Linked DNA regions of Mus musculus: region 2 is linked to region 1. Evidence: chromatin contacts called from public Hi-C data. All regions are on one chromosome and are shown on one strand. Each heading gives the region's core, a stretch centred on a gene start, on an enhancer-like site or on the middle of the called end of the contact. The rest is flanking DNA. Distances are from core to core; before and after follow the strand shown. Region 1 overlaps 4930544M13Rik (RIKEN cDNA 4930544M13 gene). Region 2 has its middle 60 kb from the start of Gm34790.

Region 1 (7,523 bases), core at 2,042-4,541:
GCCTAGAGTTCTTTGTAGAGAAAGTGGTACCTCTACTCCGCCATCTTGGATTCTCTTTTCTTTATGTTGTATTTATACCACCCCTTTGTAAACTTTGTGGCTGACAATCCCCTTCTCTTTCTTTTAGAAAAGGGCTGGTAAATAAGTGTGAGATTCCCCTTTGGGGGGAGCAGAGAGTGAGGGTAGACTAGGACAGTGATCTGAGCTGCCTAGTTGTGATTTTTTTCCAGTGTTTCAGCCATAGTTCCATGCCAGGGGAGAGGAAGAGAGTCTTGACTCCATGCCACACTCTTCAATCTAGCTGTACCAATAACAAAATGACAGTTGGATGCCCATCTGATTCTGTTACTGCTTTCTGAAATAGAAATAGGGTAAAAACATTATCAGTAGATATCGTTATTTTCTGTTCCTCAAACAGACCTTACAGTCTGATGGTATTGTTGTTTATTCTTAGGAAACAACATTGTAGCTACCCTAGTCATCACAAAGGACTTTTATACTTACTACTAGATGCAGAAGGCAGATTTTGGTAGGAGGACGAGAAGAAACATATCACTGTTATGGTTCGGGTATGTTGAAACCATGTAACACTGCGGTTATATTAGCTCATTCTAAGGCTTTGCTTTAGTGCATGGCTGAAGTAGGCATGCTGTGGGGTTGAGAAAGTCAAAATAGTAAGCACAGATCATGCTATGGAAGTCCTCAGTAAATCAATGCTAATTTGTTGTTATTGCTAAAATGTGGAAGTGTTTTTCACACAGAAGCATACACACTCTTCCCAATCTTCTTTCCTCTGGCTTTGCTTTCTTGATTCAGTAAACTTACTTGGAAAGGACTTAGAGATTCCTGGGCCATGCTTAGATGAGACGAAATGGAAGGATATTCAGAACAGTACAGCTAGGTAAGAAAGCCTCTCTTCTAGTACAGTTTCCTCAGATAATGCACGATTGTTAGTTTCTTACCCAGCCGGCCATATGCTTGCATGTGTTGAGTATCTACCTCCACTTAGATAGAGATTGTAGTGTAGTGGGTGAACAATTGTATACAACTGACGAGGCGTCATTGTGATAATAGAGACAATGAGTAAGATATCACCTGACACAGTCATTGATTGACTGAAAGCCTTCTTGGAACTGATGACGAAGGAGGTGAATTTGAGTAGCAAAAGGTTTAAGTTCAAAATATTGAGTCCTTTGACACTTTTGAGACTTGGGAATTAGGAAAATTGGGTGATGATCATTTGCTCGCCATGATTTTACTAAATGTATATCATTTAGAGTCATTTAGCTTTATTGATTACCAAAGCAAATACTTGGAATGTATGCAAGTGCCGGTGAATGGCTTCAAAGCTATCCTGGGTTTTCAACCCCATTTTTTACATACAGAATTCAAGCTGCAGATGTTACATATAGTCCTGCTAAATATATGTTACATATACATATATTACATATAATATATTTAGTTTGCATCAGTAGTTACATTGAATTTGCTCTGATATTTATTCTTTTATAACTCCTACACTACGAAATTGTTCAAATATCTGAATTATGTACATGCATTCTTGAATCCTTCGTGGTGTTCTGTCCATCAGCCACATAGGCATCCAGTAAATAAATACATGCTAAACTAGTACAAGTATCTCATCCAAATACTCGCTTTGACTAGATCGAGTGGAGAAATCCATATTTCTGTACACTTCAAAGCTTTTCCCTTTTATTCCCCTCCATCCACCTGGAACACTGTGCACACAGTGTTATTACTTTGCTGACATCCAGTCTCATCCTACCTCCTAATTCCCCCCAAATGATGAGTATAGATGGATATGCTTCTTGGGTGATGAAGTTAATTTAAGGCAATGCTCTGCAAAGCCCTGCCCCCACCCTCCATACACACACACACACACACACACACACACACACACACACATCTCCTAAGGCTCATATTCTTATTTCCAGGGATTTGTATCAGCAGCTTCCATAAGGCAGCCTTCCAGGAAGCAAACTCCCTTATACATCATTCTGATGGTTACTGTATACTTGCTCCATCTACTCAAACTCTGCACGTTATAACAGAAACTTTACTCATTTTGTGGTTAGTACACACTGCTCCTATAATTGTGTGCTTTAGTAGAATTCTGATGAAAATGATCACGAGTCATCTTTGAAAGTTACTACCACCCCAGAATGTGGTTTTTCGTGCTTTTAACAATGGAGATTTGAGTCTCCTTGCTCTCAAATTGTCAAACAGAAGTCTAAACTTGCTCTGTTACTAGAGCAGGGTTTTAATAAATGGAATTAAGGTGTGCCAGCCACGTCCTGCTGCCAGTCCCATGGACTCACTTCCAGCTGATTGCTGTGTTGACAGATTGCCCAGAGGGAAGCCCTTCTCTAGAAGTTTCCCTCTTTCAAAGAACGGACACCCAAAGTGGGTCCAGCGCTGTGCTTTCTCACTTGGATGTGTAGCCATCTGGCGAATGTGTCCGTAGAGCCAAAGGCCTGGCCCTTTGCTGCATTTAAGACAACTCTAATTGATCTTCTTGAGTTCAGGGTTCCATGAAAGGTACCTGCTGCTATGGTTTCTTGTTTTAATCCTTTTGGCTCTTTCGGGTTCCCTTCACCCATTTGGCAAGTACTGTTCCCCAAAACTCTGTCCTTGATTTTTTTCACATACCTCTTATCTGGCTGCATTTTCCTATTCTATGGTGTATTTATCACGGCACTCAGGAAATAAGAATTATGTATATGATATGTATGACTTATATAACACTATTTATAGGAGAATAAGTAGTTAAAATAAAGTGAGATGAGGGAAAAAATCTTCATCTAAAAATGATTTTGCTAGGTATTTCATATACTCCTAAATGGTAAAAACACTAATATTATTGTTTCCTACCTCTGTATTAACTGATTTCGACTGTTTTCCTATTTTTCTTGAGAAAAACCTACCTCAGTCAAATGTAGTCATGAAAAAGCAGATTTTATCAAACTCTGCCATTACCACATCAAAATGACTCATCATTCAAAGCCCTGCTCTTTACTTCCTTTTACCCAATCTCCGTTTTGTGGAATTTGTGGAAATTCCACAGCAGTGGAATTAATATTATTATTTTTTTAATTCCCAATTTGGCCATTAAGTTGTACTTCCTCAACAGGTAATCTCTTATTCAGGCGCAGTGCCAGATGCAAGGGATAAAAACACAAACAAGAAGGCTCTGTTCTCAAGCTATTGACATCCACTTTGTGTTCATTGGGGCTGGGCAGAAGCAGAAATCAGATGGGGAGGTGAAGTCACAGAGGGTGACCAGCTCAGCTGTAGTGTAGGAGGCTGGGCCAGTACCCAGGGGCTGTAGGAGCACACAACAGCGGCAAACGCCCCAGGTGAATTAGTTCCTGTAAATGATGCTAGAGAAGAGAACAGTAATTATGGGAAGCACAAGCAGTTACAGTCTGTGGAGATTAGCTGAAAAGACAAGCCCCGGGGACGTGAATAAGACTATCTTGGATTTTCAAGTCTCACTCTGTTCCCTCAGATAACTACAGACACACGAGAGACAGACAGCTACAGCTAGAACGTGCCAAACCCTGCTCTGGTGAAAGCCTCAGACTGCAGAGTCAGGAGCTGATAGGCTGTGGTTGTCTCGGTCTTTTGGGGTGGTTTGTTATACAGTAACAGCTAAGGCAAACACCTGGGTTAATTATTCACCCAAGCGCGAGTCCCGTTACCAACCAAGTTTCCATTCGGCTAGAAAACCTGTCTCACAGGATGTGTTCTTACACAGTTCATGCTGCCCAAGGTGTGGGGACAAGAGGCTCTTGCTATTCTCCAGCATTTCTTTCCCCACAGTATCCAAGTATTAGCAAATATTCACTGGCCTGCAATGCTCGGGGACAGGGAGAGTTATTGAGAAGAAAGCCCAGTCCCAAATGGAATCTTTTCCTTTTGGTTTTATTTGAATATAGTTTGTTTCTTTGCAACCAGAATTGCCACAGCCAAATAGAACTCCCTTTAACTGATTAAAGTACTGTATTACTGTCAACAAAGAGGATTTGGGTGTGTGTGTGCAATAATCACTGCCACCACTATCACAACAAAACTCCTTCCACACTGCAGTTTGGTTTGCACGAGTGAACAGCCTCGAGAAACATCTCTAGCTCCATCTGGGTTTGAGAGTAACAAAGGGTATGAAAGTGAGAGCCCAGGGAGGAAGGAGACCTCTCAGATGCACCATTGTTTGCCTTAGGGTGGGAACAAATGGGCTCTGCATTCAAGAGACTACTTCCTCCATGTGAAAGTGATGGTTTTAAAGAACATCAGGTACTGGCGAGAGTGGGTAGATCGCCTTTTACTTCCTATCCTCAGGATATGAGTTGTCCTCAACATAATTTGTATTAATGAAGGGTAAGTTTCTCTCTAGGGGAGTGTCTTTGCTTTGACGAGGTGGCTCCCTAGAGTCTTGTTACACAACAGATTACAGAATCTGCACTTGCTCTGGAAATGTGCAGCAGTTTGTGCTGAGCTGACCCTCCCTAAGCCTGGAGTATTTGACAAACAGAATGAGATATAAAAGGCAAAACAGAGTTCAGCTATTTGTTTCTTTATTAACTAAATGTAACCTAAGTAGACTCCAAATGATGACTCAAAAGCAATGAACCACTTTTGCTTAGCAAAGATTTGATGAAATCGTTGATCATATGATAAGGCTTAACCATTACATCACTGAAAGAAACCGGAGACAAATTTGATAGAGTAGGGTGGTCTTGTCCCCTCCAAAGCCCTAGTATAAAACAACTTTCTTATTTAATTCTATTTATACGCTGAAGTAGTTACATCTCTCTTGGAATAAAACTTTCAATGTGCTCTGAACTTCACTCAGGGAGACTTGGCTTACAGGTCTTTCCCAGAGTCTTTGATAACCTTGGCCATTTCCCTTCCAACACCCATCTACTAACAAATCTTTAATCAACGTCTACATTTGCCGTCGTTCTTCCTACAGCTTGGTGGCCATAAGTGATACCATCGGAGAAGTGATGCTGCTGACCACATACAGAACTCAGTGCAACAAGCTGTGTCTTTGTAGCTTTGATCAGTCCTTGCTGCAGGCCATCCTCATCCTTCACATGCATAAGTCACATCGCCCACTACCTCCTTTCCCTTTATCAGATGACTGCTTCAGACAGAACCCAGCAGGAAAACAGAACCCACAGTTGGCATTTGTCAAAGGATATGGCGTGTAGGAAACTGACTACAGGAAAAAGTTAAAAAAACAAAAAACAAAGCCACCAGACAGAACAGGGAACTTGGAGATAACGCAGCAAAAGTGACTGTAAGAAATGTGTACTCTCTATTAATGCTAGGGAAAGGGAAAGTAAAAAAGAAAAAAAAGACAGTTGGGGGTATTGATGAAGCTTGGTGACAGGGGATCTGCAGAGCTCAGGACCCCTGAGGAGAGATTGTGGCATGGGTACTGTCATATTTTTAAAAGGTCCAATGAGGCTGAAGGAAATTACCCAAGAAGCTGATGAAGAAGTCTGTGGACAGCTGTTTATAGATCTGTAGAGCCATCATGGTAAGAACATGGTATAAACAGTGCTATTCAGAAAGGCAGTAGCACAATGACTGGGGCAATACATTCTTTTATGTGTTAGCCTGCTCTCTTGAAAACAATGAATGTTGAAACAAAGCCTTTTGTCCTTTGACCTAAGCAAGTAGTAGATAGGAGTAAGTTATAGGAGGAAAGTGTCACATGCTGCTCAGCAGCTCAGCTTTTAAAGGGTCACTGTACTGTGCCTGGATATTGTGCTTGAGCAGAGAAAACTGCCCTTCCCCATGTTACTCTACTATGACCATCTCAGAGACAATGTCTGAAATCTAAAAGATCCAAATCTTAGATCAATTAAAGCAACTGTTGACATTCTTAAGATTGTCTGAGGTCTCATTTGCAAGCCTATTGAATGTCAGTTCACCCTTCTGTCTTCCTACCATCTTTTCTCTGGTCCTTCCAGTTGTATCTTACAAGAGAAGTCTCCTACAGTCCCCAATGACTTTCACGCAACCCTCCATTTCTGTTTCCAGAAAATGAGTGCAAGCTAGTGGAAAGGAGCTAATCCTGGGAAGCAGTTTCTGGAATGGAATTTTGTGGCTCAGTCACTCACAGATGCTTTGGCTCTGAGGACACCATTACCGGTGGTAGGTGGAATGATGGTACTCCTTGGCATGCAAAGGAAAACTGATCATGAGAACTTTTACCAGAAATGAACCAACGGAGCATATAGGTGGAAGGGGACACGTCACGTACTAGAACACCTTAGGCATTTCAAGGGTATGAAAGAAATGGTAAGGGTAGGAGCTATGAAATTGGTTGGCTCTTTTGAGCACTCTTAAATTATTAAAGATATAATGGTAGGTGTAGAGATATTGTTCACTAAGTCAAGAGGAATGATAAATGCTAGACTGTCCCCTGTGAGCATTCCAGGAAACCTTTAAATGTCCTGGAGCCAGAGGACAAAACCAAAGAAGAGGCCAAGTTAATCATTCAAGTAGGAAGGGCTTGACAGAAAGTAGAATTACTTTCAGCAGATGTTTTGTATCAAGCAAAGGGAACGAATGGAGACAGCAGGTGACTCTCAGATTTGGGATGGTAAAATCCAAGTGCATACATTTTAGAACCAAGTCCCCAGAAACCTAAAGTTTTATAGAATTGCTCTGTCACTCCCATTAGAAACTGGAGATGTCTTCTTTTATGACCATGCAAAGGTCTGAAATGAGGGAGAGACTTGCAAGGGTTGGGCCTAGATCAAATTGCCTGTTGGGCAACTGGTGTCTGACAACAGGAGCCACATATTTCCAGCCAGACTGGAAGATGCTGGTCTGATAAAGTAAAAGTGTTATTATGCTAAAGAAACTGAAACAAATGTGACAGACACTTTGAAAGAGTATAGTTAGAGTAAGTACTAAGGATGAGGGAGGGATCATGGAAAGTAGAGAACGCAGTTATCTAAGAGAGTACTCAACACTGGCAAGAATTCCTGTAGCCAATGCTTTGTATCCACTCCCTTTCTGCTTACTCACATTCTCTCTAAACCATCTTGCCCTAAAATGTTTATCTTCGTTACTACGGGGCACCGACCAAGAAAGGAGGCCATGAGGGACACTAAGGCGACTCTAATCAATGGACTTACCTTATAAATATTGGGGAAAGCTCTTCATATGGTAACTAAAGATGCACAACTTAAAACAATAGGCTGATTCCTCCTGTCAAGTGAACAAGGATGTAAAAGATTGAGAAAAAGATCCATGAGAATGGTGCGAATTTGGTACTTCATAAATGATTGCTAAGATATCAAAAGGCTATGATAGCTCCTGAGAGTGCATTATCCAAATGTTCCTAGGTCAAGATAACAGAGGCTCCTTCATCTTGTGTTCTCTCTGAAGCCAGTCTGGACTTAAGTAGAATCTGATCTCCTTGATTTCAGTTTCCATTCTAGGAGCCAAAGATCAGCTGCCCTAGCTAACCTATCTTAGCT
Region 2 (7,523 bases), core at 2,099-4,598, 78 kb after region 1:
GAGTCCTGGTTCCTTGGCATTTCTCTGTTCCCCACAGACAATTCATAAAACATCTATAGTGATCTTAGAACTTTTTATCTTGATGGTGAGGACAAAGTAAATGCATTGCAATAACCATTACCAATTGTGATAAATGTGGTAAAGGAAATCAACACAGTGATGTGAAAACTGGGAAGGAGGCCACACACATCCTGTCAATGAGGAGCATCTGATGAGGGCGCCTCAGCAAAGGCACAAAACTCATGGCTTAAGCAACATTCACTTTCTCGTAGCCATGGAGGGTACCAGGCCAAAATCCACAAGTCATAGGAGTTGGTTCCTGGTTCTTCTTGCTGTGTTTTCCCATGACTTTACTTACATCTTTCATCAAAAGAAGAGGAGAGGGGAAAGGAGAGGAGAGGAGAGGGGGAGAGAAAGAGAGAAGAGGTGTTAAGAGACAATTTGAGTTACTTCCTGTAAGGATACCTTCTAAATTAGGGCCCTACCAATTATGTCTTCCCTTAATGGTAAATAATTCCTTAAAGATCTTATCTCTTAACACAGTTGCATTTGGGGTTAGGACCTTGGATTTTAGGGAGAATATGAGTCCTCCTGTAATAGGGAGGTTGGGGAGGCTTTTAAAATAGACACCACACATAAGATCTGGGACCTGAGTGAAGTAGCTTATTGAAGAATGAGAAGATGCAAGGCTCTTTCACATCATGGGTTTTGGTTGTCATTAGAAAAGCAAATAAATAAACCTAGCTCTTTCTTTATTAATGGTAAGAGTTTTGTTTGTAATCAGTTCTATCATCTTCAGATATTTAGCCAAACTAGCATTTAGGTAACGTTGGAAACTTTACAAGGAAATTGATCAGAATTGAAGTTTTGCTTCCAATCCAAAGCTAACAGTCCTCTTAGAAACTGGTTCATTTGTACTGTGAAGGATACGTTCTTGGGAAGTCTTAAGAAGTGGCCATATGCCTGCTCCAGTAGTGGCGATTTAAGAACATTTCCTAAAGCTACTATGAAAGAAAAAAATTCCCAGAATGTCCTAACAGTCTCCTTCACTGATAGGCATGGAGATTCTTAATCTCAGCGTCAGTGAACTGAAAAGGAGAACTGAGATCACATGTAGGTAGAATCTCTGTATGGGCTGCCAATAGAGGCTTTCCGAGGTAGCTTTCCGCTGTTTACCCAAGGAACAACACCAGACAGATATGGTTGAGACGTGCTCTGAGGCAGGAATGAGCAGTGTAAAACACTGAAATCCTTCCACAAGCACCAACCACACCCCATTTTCATTATCTTCAAGCAGGGAGGTGAACAGGGAGGACGTCTAAGTACAATAGGCATGGTTTCTGCTTGATTCACTCTTTCCTACCTCAGACAGTCATTATCACATGCAGCAGAGAACATCGTGCCCAGCTCAAATCCAACAATCGTTTCCCTTTACCCAGAGGGTTTAGGGATTGATAACTGTCTCCTTTTCTCTGTGCCATCACACAGTGTCTATGGGAACATTCATTCTAGCCCTCACCTGATCAAGAAATCTATTTTGAAAATTTTATCAAAGTCCATAGCTGTCTGTTAAAAAGGTACACAGGGAAAATAATACATGCTGTATATGCTGCCTCCCAGGAACATGTGTTCTTGTAGGATGGATTGTCTCTGACACACATCCCTGGCATACAACACTACTGGGTGGTTTTCTCAAGTAATGGCCAAGGGAAACTGATATTTAACTTCATTTACATTGCATTCTGCACTGACTGCAATTCTGCAAACATAGAACTAATTAAACATGAGGCATATCTGCTTTTCTATGGATTAACTTGTACACATAGCTTAATTTCCCTCAATGGATAAAATAGTAAAAGCTTTAAAAAATTTCTATGAAAATCTATGTGATTGTAATTATTGCAGTAATAGGGGAAAAAGAATTAATTATACATTTCCCTTTGTATGCCATGTAAAAATGTCTGTAGATACACAAAATATTTTTTACAATTTAAGTATGTATGTTTAAAGCACATATACTGTCCTTCCCACCCAGTTGTGTGTGTGTGTGTGTGTAAGCTATAATTTCTGACGATTAAAATCATTAAGAATTGTTAAAGCAATATTTAGTGGTCTCTCAATGCCAATGACTTAGGTAAACTATCTGCGTCTTGTAAACGTTTCCAAGAAACCCTGTGAACCCTCCGTCATTTGCTCCAAGGACTCACTTTAGGAACATTTGGTTTTCAGTTGGTGCTAATAATCTTTTCCCCCTTACAAATAATTCCACGTTTACTTAAGTACAGATGGTATCTGTCTGTGGCCAGAAAAACACTTTCTAAGATGCACCCTAGCTCAAGTAACTAAAAAGCATCTTCAGCATAAACACACAGTCACAAGAGAGAGGCACCAAACACGAATCCCCCAAGAGCATCGTCACTGGCTTTCTCCAACTTACAGGTCTGAGTAGGTTAATGTTTAAATGTCAAATCTAGAAGACAAGTGTGTCAGAGATTGAAAACTGACCAAATGGTTCTACACATAACTCAGTGGGAACGGTAACTTAGCAGCTCCCCCAACTCCCAATTCCATGTTGAAAACAAGATCATGTCTATATCCCAAAACCCTGCCAGATAGAAAGGATCACAGCTTTTAAATGAGCTTAGAGACCAAGTATGGTAATATGAGTCCCAGACACTTGATGGAAAAGACTGGTGAATTCATTTCTCATAATTTAAATATTCCCCTTAAATCCCTATTGGCATAGAATTAGCTTTTAAAACTTGAATGCCAGAGAATGAGGAGATATTGGTAATACAATAGTGATGATAGCTATATCTGTACCTATGGGCTCTGCAGTAATTGACTAAAATACATAAACATCTGGAAGCTAGTTTAGTTCTTGTTCATCTCTCATCAATTACATGGCCAATGAGCTGTTGTTGTTGTTTTTTTTTCTAAAAGAGACTATTATTAGAATTTATGAAAAGAACTTCAAGTTCCTTTTTGGAACTATTGTTAGCTGGTACTGGGAGGGTTGTTCTGAACATGTACTGCCACCCAATGGAGAGCTGTCCAAATGACACTAGCAATAAGGTGCCAACAGCCTATGTCTTCCTCAGGAGTTCTCTCAAAGTGCCTTTCAGTGTGGTGACTAGGGTCTAGTTTGGCTGGTGTGCTCTGGGTCATGGCACAGAGAAGGGATCTTCACCTAAAACATATTTCTATAAGTCCTAACCAATCAGCTTCATCCAAAATGTGATCAAAGGTGACTGTAGTAAGATTAAATGTGAGCAACTGAAGCAACGCCAAGTAGGAAGAACCTCTTCAGGGCAAGGTAAAGCTGACCTACCCAGGTCATGGAGAAATTGTGTCACAAGGAGGTGAATCTGGGAAAAACAAACAACACTGGAACAAAGCACAGATTCCCTTGTCAGCAGTGTGCAATTTTTGGCCCTAGTTTCATTTCCCCAGGTTGATATATCGAGGTCAAGGTTGCTTGAAAGGATAATTAACTAGAATTCTCCATAAGATCCCTTTTGGGTCCTCACTTATTATAGTATCCATAGCACTATTTGAGTTTACAATGACAACAGAAGTATTTTAAAATGAAGGAAAGATGATTAAACTTATTTTTTTTTGAATTTCTCATAAGAGAGGTCTATTCTGCAAGGTTTGGGAGGGCCCTGATACTTCTTGCATCTTCATTCAGAGCTTGAGAGCATTAAAATTTTGTTCTATAATAAATTTGAGGGAGGGAGAGAGAGGGGGAGGGAAGGGGGGGAGAAGAGGAGAGGAGAGGAGAGGAGAGGAGAGGAGAGGAGAGGAGAGGAGAGGAGAGGAGAGGAGAGGAGAGGGAGAGGAGAGAGAGGAGATAGGTGAAGGAGAGGAAAGAGGAAGGGAGGAAGAGAGAGGGGGAGAGGAGAAGAGAAGGGAGGAGAGGAGAGGAGAGGAGAGGAGAGGAGAGGAGAGGAGAGGAGAGGAGAGGAGAGGAGAGGAGAGGAGAGGAGAGGAGAGGGAGAAGAAAAAGAGAGGAGAAAAGGGAGGGAAGAGGAGAGAGAAAAGAGAGAGAGAGAGAGAGAGGAGAGAGAGAGGAGAGGAGAGGGAGGAGAGGAGAGGAGAAAGAGGAGAGGGAGGAGAAGAGAGGAGAAAGAGGAGAGGGAGGAGAGGAGAGGAGAAAGAGGAGAGGGAGAGGAGAGAGAAGAGATAGGTGAAGGAGAGGAAAGAGGGAGGGAGGGAGAGAGAGAGGGGGAGAGGAGAAGAGAGGAGAGGAGAGGAGAGGAGAGGGAGAGGAGAGGAGAAAGAGAGGAGAAAGAGGAGAGGGAGAGGGAGAGGGAGAGGGAGGGAGGGAGAGAGAGAGAGAGAGAGAGAGAGAGAGAGAGAGAGAGAGAGAGAGAGAGAGAGAGAGAGAGACCTGTTGACAGAGGCTTCCTTTATGTAGAAAGTCATCATCAAGAAATACAAAAGGTGAATTGCTAATTCACTGAAATCCTGGTATACAACACTTCTTTCATTTGAAGCATCACTTCATGTTCTAGAAGTAACAGAGGGAATCCAAGGCCTGGGTGGGACTCATACCCACAGGAACCAGAGGTCTTAAAAAAACAAAAACAAAACAACAACAACAACAAAAACAGTGAGAGTTGTCAAGAAGACCTAAGTTTAGCAAGATTGAGAATGCTTTAAAAAAGAAATCTTCCAAATAGCAACTATCTTTCTGAATTTAGCATTTTTATCATCTTAACACACAATTCCAAAGGGAATAATTACCTAATAATATGTCATGTGACAAACTCCAGTTATAAAGTATGACAAGCAAGATTAAATTGATGTAATAAAAACGTGGTAATAATTTGTTTAACAAGCATCTCTGGTGCTCTGTGCTGATAACGTGTTGTGGAGTGTGTATTTTTAAAAAAGATGAATAAAAAGTCAGAAAGTCCACCAGCTCAAGGAGAAATACTACTTTGGCTCCACCAGCACGGGCTGAGTTAAAGTCTAAGATAGAAGTTACTTTAAGTTATGAATTCCATCTTCTTAGATGCAAGAGTAGTGTGCTGTTACACTATCAGATCACCACATGACTTTGCACATTGTCACTACAGAAAGACATCAGTGTCCTGCACTGAAAAAGCACTCTTAAAATGTTAACAAAAATGGTGACAAGGACAGCATCCCTTTTGACAAAAAAAGTTCACTTGGCCAGACTAGACCAGCAGTAATAAAGCACTCTGCTAAAAAGTCATAAAAATTGTACACATGTAAGATACACGGTGAACTCTGCTAACAAATTAAACACATGGGAACACAATTTCTCTGCTGGATCCTCATTAATAAATTTGTCTCTAAGAAAGTTGCTAGAGCATTTCAGGAGGGGGGTGGGGGGTGGGGTGGAACTCAAGATGCTGATCAGGACAAAACTCTTCCAAGCTTCACTTGGAATTCACAGGCACTGTGAGTAAGTGGGGAAGGGTGTGGACAGTCCGATCTTGCCCAAATCACAGAAAGATCTCTCCTGTCCCCTGTTTGTCTCACACTTGACCAGATTCTCCAAGTGACTCCCTTTGAGTCATTCTCTTCTTAATTTTTACAAACTCCACAGGGTATCAGTTATCAATTCCACTCTCACATTAAAAGCTTTCAAACAACTTGGGAGTTGAAAAACCTCCAAAAAGGCCCAGCCATCTTCCAGGGAATAATTTGCAGCTAGAAAGTCATGATTTTAATCTGCGTAGGACTCACTTTATAGACCATAAGGTGAGTTGATTAATAAACATCTTCACAAACTATTTATATTTTGTATATTTATCTACAGGGATAGGGTCAAGTTCAATTTGCCTAATTTCATTCTGTTATCTATCACTTTGTTATCTGTCATTAATAACCACAGCTACACATTATTTGTAGAGACCTCTGTCATCTTTCTAGTTTTCTAAACCCTTTTAAGGGAGATATTTTATTTTATTTTGTCAAAATTTATTTCTGCTTTTCTCGTCTCCAGTGGAGTGAGAAAACAAAGTGTTCTGTGGAAGAGAGGTATTTACTGTGCAGAGTCTGTCCTGTGACCTCAGCTGGACCCTTTAATTTGAATAGTATACAATAAAAGATTTGATTGTTTGGGCTGATAAAAACAACAGTGCTTAAAATAATGATTTTTTTTTGATAAATCAGTGCTTTATGAATGGGGAAAACAAATCCCAGAAGTACTTAAGAAAGGTGGCAGTTGTTCAAAAACATGTGGTACTTCACCCATACTTTAAGAACACAAAGAAAGCAAACATTTTAAGCATCTAAGATTCCTCCAAAACTCGCATCTTCCACATCACTCTTAAAAATCCCCTTTCTTTTTTTTCTGACTTTGAAACCTTTCCTGTATCTTTAAGACCATGCAATATTTCTTGTTTGTCTGTTCTTTCCCATGGTCATTGCCCAATGACACCAGGGCCAGCCAACTTCCATCCGCAAGGGTCTGAGTTTGCCCACAGCTATGTCTCCAACTGTCCTTGATTTCTGTTCTCTTCTGTTCTGTGTCCTCAGCTGCAGCTTGTCCCTGGAACTATTCCCAGTTTTAGGAAATAGTTGGGATAAGTTGACCCACAATACAGGAGGACTAGGAGAAAGATTTCTCCAGCCTTTTCTGACTCTTTGGACACGTGTGGAGTGGCGGGAGGAGTCAAGACCCAACCATGCCTTTCTGCTTGCTCCTTGAATCTTCTTCACTATAATCCCAAGCAGCAGATAATCCCTTTTACAGAGAAGGGAAATGAAATGCCAGTAAGTTAAATCACATACCCACAAGAATACAACCAGTGAGACTCAAAGCCAAGATTGGAATCCAGGCATGCCTGGCCCCTAGAACCCTGCTCTTTGATCTTGGCAGGGCATTGCATTGTAGACATCAAATGCTTACACATTAGAAGACAAATTAAGTGAAAGCCAAATAACTAATCAGTTGTATTTTACCTAACATAAGTAAACAAATTGCCTTGTAAATCCATTGTAGCTACTATCTTTTAAATAGCTGTATGCCAGGTATTGGTCTATGTACTTGATCTCAAAAATATGATGTATAAAAAGCTAGACATATTATTATTATTATTATTATTATTATCATCATCATCATCATCATCATCATCATCAAAAACTAGAGACAGGAGTACAGAATTATTAAGTATTTTACTCAGGTTCAGAGATCTGAGAGAAGGCATGGAAGTGAAGTTCCTCACACCCATTGCACTTTGGTTTTAGCTGGCTCTACTGTTGGTACATTCTAAAGTTTGCATTGTGGAAAGAATTGTTTGTGCACTATTCACTAAGCTTTCCTATCAGCTTTGAGAGGAAGACTGTTCCCTATTTTTTTATAGCTGAAGAATTTTTTTAAAATGCCCCCAAATAACTATTCAGGATGACTGGATAGGGTATTAATAACACCCCCGAAACAAACAAACAAAACCAAAAAAACCCTAAAACCCAAAAACAAAACCCTTCTCTTCCTTCTGGCAAGAACATTCATCTCTGGTTCCTCCTGAGCCTCCACATCCCTT

Evidence for each region. Hi-C and Micro-C count contacts between places; a contact is called where the count stands out from the background.
Region 2: a Hi-C map of liver shows a contact between it and region 1, with 2.9 times the contacts expected there. The contact joins two enhancer-like sites. A contact is called at or near these places in 1 of 39 promoter capture datasets (liver), 10 of 484 Hi-C or Micro-C datasets (3T3-L1-derived adipocytes, the AML12 cell line, the HPC-5 cell line and 4 more) and 4 of 115 datasets of contacts at active chromatin or transcription factors (differentiating embryonic stem cells, extraembryonic endoderm stem cells, heart atrium and 1 more).

Annotation. Positions count from the first base shown.
Region 1 is chr13:114,676,905-114,684,427 of GRCm38.p6, forward strand. It overlaps 4930544M13Rik (RIKEN cDNA 4930544M13 gene), which reads left to right. Exons shown (of 7, transcript NR_045976.1): 4 at 6,073-6,186. Among named protein-coding and RNA genes, the nearest start is that of 4930544M13Rik, 73 kb to the left of the region's middle. Within about 2 kb of position 3,292, at least 66 of the 459 cell types and tissues checked have an H3K27ac peak or open chromatin away from gene starts, as enhancers often do. A contact at or near this core is called in extraembryonic endoderm stem cells and liver, where this site is marked.
Region 2 is chr13:114,754,608-114,762,130 of GRCm38.p6, forward strand. No RefSeq gene overlaps it. Among named protein-coding and RNA genes, the nearest start is that of Gm34790, 60 kb to the right of the region's middle. Within about 2 kb of position 3,349, at least 4 of the 459 cell types and tissues checked have an H3K27ac peak or open chromatin away from gene starts, as enhancers often do. A contact at or near this core is called in extraembryonic endoderm stem cells and liver, where this site is marked.